2 separate regions of the Sus scrofa genome follow, and region 2 is linked to region 1. Evidence: chromatin contacts called from public promoter capture Hi-C data. All regions are on one chromosome and are shown on one strand. Each heading gives the region's core, a stretch centred on a gene start, on an enhancer-like site or on the middle of the called end of the contact. The rest is flanking DNA. Distances are from core to core; before and after follow the strand shown.

Evidence for each region. Promoter capture Hi-C pulls out the DNA fragments that hold promoters and counts their contacts.
Region 2: a contact with region 1 is called in a promoter capture Hi-C map of liver, with 13 times the contacts expected there. The contact joins the enhancer-like site here to the promoter of KCNH1 in region 1. A contact is called at or near these places in 1 of 5 promoter capture datasets (liver) and 8 of 47 Hi-C or Micro-C datasets (embryonic fibroblasts, fetal heart ventricle, fetal skeletal muscle and 4 more).

Annotation. Positions count from the first base shown.
Region 1 is chr9:131,958,094-131,961,985 of Sscrofa11.1, reverse strand. It overlaps KCNH1 (potassium voltage-gated channel subfamily H member 1), which reads right to left and starts at 1,420. Exons shown (of 12, transcript XM_021063876.1): 1 at 1,156-1,420. The coding sequence starts at 1,234.
Region 2 is chr9:132,566,593-132,570,499 of Sscrofa11.1, reverse strand. All of the region lies in intron 7 of HHAT (protein-cysteine N-palmitoyltransferase HHAT), which reads left to right. Among named protein-coding and RNA genes, the nearest start is that of HHAT, 100 kb to the left of the region's middle. Within about 2 kb of position 2,424, at least 3 of the 83 cell types and tissues checked have an H3K27ac peak or open chromatin away from gene starts, as enhancers often do. A contact at or near this core is called in liver, where this site is marked.

The sequences.
Region 1 (3,892 bases), core at 171-2,670:
TAGAAGCCCATTGTTTTAACCCAAGCTCCTTAAGGCTCTGTAATGGTGATATTTACACATTTTTAAAACCCATTTCCTGAATTGGCTCTTCATCCCCTCCTAATAGAATGCTATCTGTCTCTGGAAGGAGAGGAGTCCAGGAGCCTACAACTGGCATTTTAGCGGTTGGATAAAGGAGTGTGCACGGCATCTTCCAACTGCTGGACTCCTGTTTGCTCTGCAAGTGCTTTAGCGGGGAAAGCGTGGCTGTGGGTACCAAAGGCGCTTGAAATGTGTCCATTCCATCCCTGCTTCTAGGACTGTCGCCTCCCACCGCTTCAACCGTTCCTAATGCCACTGGGAAAGAGAGGAGCTGGGAGCACTGGTCTATTGTGTAATGGATAGATTTACAGGTTCGGTAAGTTTGGGAATACGTAGGTGAACAACAGTTACAGACATAAAACACCTCTGTGGTTCGGAAGAGAGGAAAGATGACAGGTTTGTATCTGTGACCACCTGGCCAGCTCTGCACCTGTGCTCTTCCACTTTCCACCTGGGTCCAGGAAACTCTGCCCCTCTGGAGTCTTAACCCCGAAGAGGTGGGTGGGTGAGGAGGTGGAATCAGGCAGCCTGCAGCACGTCCCTAGATCCCCACGTCCCTCCACTTCGGACTTTGGAGCTGCGGGATGGAAGGTGGAAGCAGCTGCAATCCCTCCACTCCGGGCTGAGACTCGGAGTTGCCGGTCTCTACTGGGGCTCTCTCGGGGGAGCGGTGGCGCGGTGGGGAGAGGCCAGAGAACCCTAAGAGCCTTCGCGGAGGAGCGGGGAGCACCGACGGGGAACGCGCTGCCGTTCCTGCTGCTTCCAGCTTCCCCATCACTTTTCCCAGTACTTTGCTCATCAGCTGTCACACTCCCTGGAGATGAGACCGAGAAGGCGCGAGAAAGGCCCAAAGAGCGTCCCCAGGAGAGCTCTCCTCTTGGATGGGGGCTCATCAGACCCGCCCTGCCCTGCCCACCTTTCCCAGCCTCCAGGAGGCAGCCCCCGGCGCCCGCGCCGCGACCCCCGGCAGAGCCCCGGGTTCTGCTGCATCTGCTGGCGCCGAGCGGCCAGAGGCGTCTGCGATAAAAGGCACGGATAAAACGCCGGGGTAGCGAATCCGAACGCTCCTCTTACCATTGGACCGCCGGACAATATTCTCCAGAAATGTGTTCTGCGGGGCCACCAGTCCCTTCCTGCCCCCGGCCATGGTCATCCTCCCGGCACCTCAGGGTCTGGGGCGTCCCGGTGCGGCTTCTCACGGCAACAGGAAGCTGGGCGCGGGGCCCGCGTGCGATCCCGGCTCGGAGCGCCCCATGCGCCCCCCGGGGACCCGGGCGGCCAGGGGCGGCGGCTCCCTCCGGCTTCCACCCTCGAGCCCTCTTCGCGCCTCCCTCCCCGCGGCCCGCCTCGCAGTGCACTCGCGCGGGCTCGCCGCGCCGCAGCCGCCTCCGGGTGGGCGGAGGGAGCCACCGCGCCCGGGCCCGCGGCGCCCCCTACCGGGCGCGCGTCCCCCGCCGGCCTGCGGGAGACCGAGCGGGACGCTCGGGCCGACGACGCCGGGAAGCCGAGGGCGGCGGTGGGCCAAGGCTGGAGGGGCAGCGCCACCGTCTGGCCGCAGCCGGGAGGCGGGTTCAGGACGCGCCTCGGGCTGGATGGCCGGGCGCGCGGAGTCCGGCGGGAGCGGGATGCTGTCCCTCCTCCTTTGCTCTGTTTCAGGCCAGAGCCCTTGGGACCTCGGAGGCGCTTGCAGCGATCTTCCCGCTGGCCACTAGGGTGTCTTAGCCTCAGCTGTGAAAGTTGCCTACCTGGATGCTGAAGCCAGTGTTTGACCGTCGAAATACTGAAAGCGGTCAGACTTGCAGAGTGACTGAGTGAGCTCCAGGAGAGCTGTCTCGGGTTGTTTCTAAAGCTAACCACAAGCAAAAACGCAGCTTCCGAGCCTCTGACAAACTTCCTGGCCCACTGATCTGATTTCCTCTCTTATCCAGCAAAATGTTTACCAAAAGGCCAAGAAAATACATGTCATGTGTACAGAAAGGGTTGTTTTTTTTTTTTTTTTTTACCTGAAGCACAACATGTTAATTATCAGTGTGTTAGGTCAGGAAGCAGGAACAAACTGTCTGCGAAACATCTAAACCGGGTGCTGGTCTCTGAGGGCAAGTGCTTTAGGGCAGCTTGCCCGGGCATTTGGCATCAATTAAGAAGCACAGCTTTGCAGGTCCCCTGCATAGGATGACTCTCTGCTCCTCACACCTGCCTCGTGGAATAAGGAGAATCGCATCCGCCCAAGGTTTCTGGGCGGGAGCTCAAATAACTCTTCTTTGTTGCCTATCTTGGGAGATTTCTTCCTGCACATAGGCTTTTTTCTGTCTTTTTTCTATGTATCCCCAGAGGGTGTGACCAGAGACTAAAAAGGAAGGCGGTGATAGTTTTCTAGTTATTTCCAGGTGGGGTCAATCAACAGTCGGACCCAGGAATGCAAAAGGAAGAAAACTGGGCAATCTCAATGGTCCGGGTTAACCATCCTGACGCATCCAAGGCACTGCAGATACCCAGTCTGTTTATTAATCTCCAAAATACAGGAACTAATTCTTGCCTAGCAATCTCTCTGAGTTGCTGGGAAGATCAAATGTAATTATGCAGGCAACAGCACTGTAAATTGTAAAGCACTGCACCAAAGTCAAACGTCATCCTTAGAGAGACTAAATAAATTGGGCCATTACAGACATCACCCTTTGTCATCTTGCGGAGACACAAAGTAAACAGATGACGGCTGTTCGCAGAGTGAGGGAAGGCTTGTGTGGGCTTTGAAATCAACGTAATGAGACACGTCTTCCCTAAGATGACATTCTACCCATCACATCAGTCCCCCAGCTCAGAGCTGTGATTTCTTAAACCCTAGCTCCGTCTAGTGGTTCTTTGTTCTATTACAAGTGATCGAACAAACAGCGGAGATGAGAACTTTGAAATGTATTGATGCTGAGCTGGTTTGGTGTCTGCCCGCTTCATTTGAATAAATTCATTCGAACAAGGCTCTGAAGGTTATGTTATCTACTGTACAAACATGCCCAAGGGGGGAGTTTCCATGACAATATTAAAAACTCATCAAGCAACCTCATAATCCTACTTGTGAAAGGAAGATAAAGAAGAGGGGGTGGGGGGAGGACTGACAGAGAGAGTTAATAAAATTTCGCAGACTTTAATGAACACTCATGCTCCGGCGCTTGGATAAAAATGAAACAGATGATATTCATTTGAGATGAGACGTATTAAGCCGTGGTAGGGTACCTGATAAGAAAAAAGAACAAGGAGATATCTTCCGTTTTAATTTTAAATACACCACTACGGTGGTTCTCAGAATGCATGGGGGGGCACTGCTTTGAATGCTATGATTTTTAGCAGCACACTTGAGGAGATTAAAAGACCTAAAACAACACTTAAAAAATCAGCAATCTTGAACCACCGTCACACCAGTGTAATGAACGGTAGGTACCTCACGGGGTCTGCGAAAGCACGTGCTGCTGTTCCCCACTCCCTTGGCCAACCCTTCACACTGACTGTGGGAATGAAGCCATCTGCTGCCACGTCCAGATTCTCTCTGATACTCACAGACCCAGGGTGCACGTGCTTAGAAAACACTATCTTTGCTGGCGCTGGCTTGACAGTTCTCTGTACTATGCTTCTTACTTCTTATTTCCCACCTGCTGTTCACGCCTCTGTGTTCAGTTCCAGGAGCTGCTCAGCTTAAAGTTCTGTCTGAGATCAAGCACTGTAACGTAGGAATCACAGCTATAGAGCAAACCTGAATCTTACGCATGTGTCCACATCAGTAACACCTTTGTAAAATCCTCCCAGTACACCAATGTGCCTT
Region 2 (3,907 bases), core at 1,175-3,674, 610 kb before region 1:
TGCTTCTTTCAATTTTTTTCTTTATCTTTGATTTTCTGCAGTTTGAATAGATATACATGGGTATATTTTGAGGGCATTTATCCTACTTGGGATTCTCTGAGCTCCTGGATTTTTGGTTTGATGTCTGACATTAATTTTGGGAATTCTTAGTCATTACTGAATCAGAGATTGCTTCTACCCTTTTCCTTCTGGTCATCTCATTACCTGTATGTCACACATTTTGTAGTTGTCCCACAGTTCTTGGGTACACCATTCTGTATTTTTTCCCCTTTGGTCTTTTTCTTTCTGTTTGCTTTTCAAGTTTAGAAGTTTTTATTGACAGATTCTCAAGCTCCGAGATTCTTTCCTCGGCTGTATGCGGTCTACTGATAAGCATTCTTTATTTCTCTGACATTGCTGTTTTGAGCTCTAGCATTTCTTTTTGATTCTTAGAATTTCCTTATCTCTACCTACATTATCCATCTGTTCTTCAATGTTGTCTGTTTTTTCTGTTAAAACTCTTAGTATAGAAGTTCTCTTTGTGACTCAGCAGGTTAAGAACTTGACTAGTATATATGAGGATGTGGGTTCAATCCCTGCCCTTGCTCAGTGGGTTAAGGATCTGACATTGCTGCAAGCTACAGTGTAGGTTGCAGATGTGGCTCGGACCTGATCTGGTGTTGCTGGTGGTTGTGGCTTTGGCTGGAGGCCACAGCTCTGATTCGACCCCTAGCCTGGGAACTTTCATATGCCACAGGTGCAGCTGTAAAAAGAAAAAAAAACAAAAAACAAAAACCTCTTACTGTATTAACTATAGTTGTTTTAGATTCCCAATTTGATAATTTCTATATTCCTGCCATATCTGGGTCTGCTGCTTTCTCTGTGGGTCTTTTTTTTTTTTTTTTTTGACTTTTAGTATATACCTTGTAATTTTTTTCTTGAAAAATGGACATGGTGGGTAAAAGGAACTTCAGTATAAGATGTTGGGAGAAGGAAAGTGTTCTTTAGTTTTATGATTGTGTCTCAGTCTTTCAGTGAGCCTATGCCCCTGTGATATGAACTGCACAAATGTGTCTGTTTTTTCCCCAACCCTTTTATTTAGTATAGAATGACGTGTGTGTGTGTGTGTGTGTGTGTGTGTGTGTGTGTGTGTGTGTATGGGGGTAGTAGAGTTGAGTAGTTGAGTATTTTTCTTCTGTTCACGTGGAAGACAAGAGCAGACTAGAGTTGGGTGTTTTCCTTCTTCCAGGTTGGTTAGGATCTGATAAAATCCCAATAGATTAGGGTTTGGTAAAATAGTTTGTCCTGAAGGCAGTTCCTGTTAAGAACAGATGGACAGGGTTGAGAGGGAAAGGTTGTGGCTGCAGCAAACAAAGATCCTGCTTGGTATGGGTTACTCTGGTATACTCAGGGAAAGTAAGCTGTAAGTAGAGACAGATGAAGAGTTGAAGATACAGTGAGAGATTCTGTCAGAAATGCATGAAGGGGTTTTATTTTGGAGAGCTTGTAGATGGTGCTGGGGAGAATTTGTTCTACCTTTTAGGCGATAGGGTTCCATGGATGTATTTACGTACTTTGGGTATTTTAAATACCCAAAGAGTGAAAACCAGAAAGCTTATAAGCAGAGAGGAAACAGGATTAGATTTGGGGTTTAGAAACATTCTGCTTGCAGTGAAGAATATGCATCACAGTGGAGTAAAACTGGAAATAGGAAAACCTGTTAGAAAATGATCCATCTCTTTCATTCAACAAGGACTACAGAGCCAGGCAGTGTTTTACATGATGGACGATTAAAGAAAATCAGGATCAAGGTGATGAGGACTTGGATGAAGCAAGGAGGTTGGAGAAAAATGGACCAATGAGAGAGAGCGAGGTACAGTCAGTGGGATTTGCTCATCGATGAGACAGGGAGGATGAGAGAGGGAAGGATCTAAGGAATTTTCAATTTTAGAGTTTAGGTGATGTCTGACATGTCCTTTCACCAAGAGCAGGGAATATAGGAAGACTAGTAACAAGTTTTAGGGAAGAATAAGGAGCCCAGTTTTTGGCAAGTTGTATTTAAAATGGAATATCCAGGTGGAGACCTCTCTGCTACAGTTAGATGGGACCTGGAGCTCAGAGGAGAAACTGGGGATGGAGACAGACATTCGAAAGCCATTGCGTGTATGGGAATAAGTCAAGTCCATGGGAACGAAGAGATTTCCTAGAAAAATGTGGAGCATGAGAATAAAGGAGCGCCAAGTATGGAACTTGAGGGAATGCCAACATCTAACAGGCAGGCAGAAAAGGAAGAGCCAGCAACAAATGAGAAGGAAATTAATTAATAAACGAAGTATAGAGCAAATGGTTTTGTGAAGGTTTCAAGAAGAAAGGAAGGCTTGATTTATCAGAAGTTGGAGAGAGGCCAAGCAAGAAGGCCCTGAAGAGAGTCTGTTTTATTTTGCAAGTCATTGTTGACTTTGGCCACGGTTGACTTTTTTCACTGTTGACTTGGTCATTTTTAAAGAGTATAAACAAAGGCTATAGAATAATAAAGAAGTGAGAAAATAGAGACAGTAACTAATATGCTGCTTTAATTGTGTTAAACGATAATGCCTCATGTCCCCTTGTCAGAGAAGCTCAGATGGCCTTGCAGTGGCACAGCCCATTGAGTCTGGCCTGCTTCTTGCTTCCTTGCGGCAGACCTGCCCTCGCTTCTTGGGGTTTCCCTTCCTCCAGGCTGCCATGGCATTGGAGTAGAGCATGGCAAGCGTCCCCTTTCTTGCCAGTGCACAGGATTTCTTCAGCTTTAGGGTTTGGGGGCTAATCCCTTTTGGGATGTTCAGAGAGGGAAAGAAAATAAACATCAGGGAATATTAGGTTTACAAAGGTACTTCAGCCCTGGTCTTCAGTTTCTGATTTCCTTCTGAGATAGTAAAGAGGTATTTTTATTTTTTAATTGTCACTTTAATTTTTTTGGTGGAAGGGTTCTCTGTTCTTCTGTGATGGCCTTTTTTATTTTTTCCATCCTAAAGTTGCAGTTCAGTGCGAGGCATCAGCACAGACAGTAAAAGATGCCTCTCTGTCTCCTATGCAAGAAGATATACAACTGGGCTTTCATTTCCAAGGATCCCACGACGGAGTAATGTTCCACCTTGCTCAGAGATGACTCTGTAGAGTGAAAGCAGATTTAGAGAGGGAATTACGCCGTTACCTTTGGTGTCTGTCTCCCTCGGTGCTCACTGAAGAACAGTGCACTGCAAAGGTGCTCAATGAATACCTCATGTACATGTTCAGGTGAAGAAAAGACATTTTAAAAGAAGTCTGCCCAGTGAATGTGAGTGACTAGACATTCAAGCCAGTGATCAATCCAAGATTGTTCATGAGGGGCCTGAAGGAAGTCATCCAGAAAGTGATGGCTACAGGTTGAAGTGATGATGGCGGGTAGGAGGACACGGAGCTCGCCTCCCCCCGAAAACAACAAAACACCTACACGTGGAGCACGTCTCACTGAACACTAACTGAAGACACAGCCAAGGTACAGCCAAGGCTTTAAGGAAAGTCTACATGGATGGGGTAGGAAAGGAATAGAAAGATATCCCATTTTTATGGATTAGAAAAGATAATTTTACTTTTTTTTCTTTTTAGGGCTGCACCTGCAGCATATGGAGGTTCCCACCCTAGGGGTTGAAGCCAGCCTATGCCACAGCTGCAGCAACACAGGACCTGAGCCATGTCTGTGCCCTTTACCACAGCTCACACCAACTCTGGATCCTTTACCCACTGAGTGCGGCCAGGGATTGAACCTGCAACCTCCTGGTTACTAATTGGTTGTTTCCACTGTGCCACAATGGGAACTCCTAGAAAAGATAATATTTTTAAAATGCCCATGTCACCCAAAGCAATCTACAGATTTATTGCAACACTTGTCAAGATATCCTTGACATTT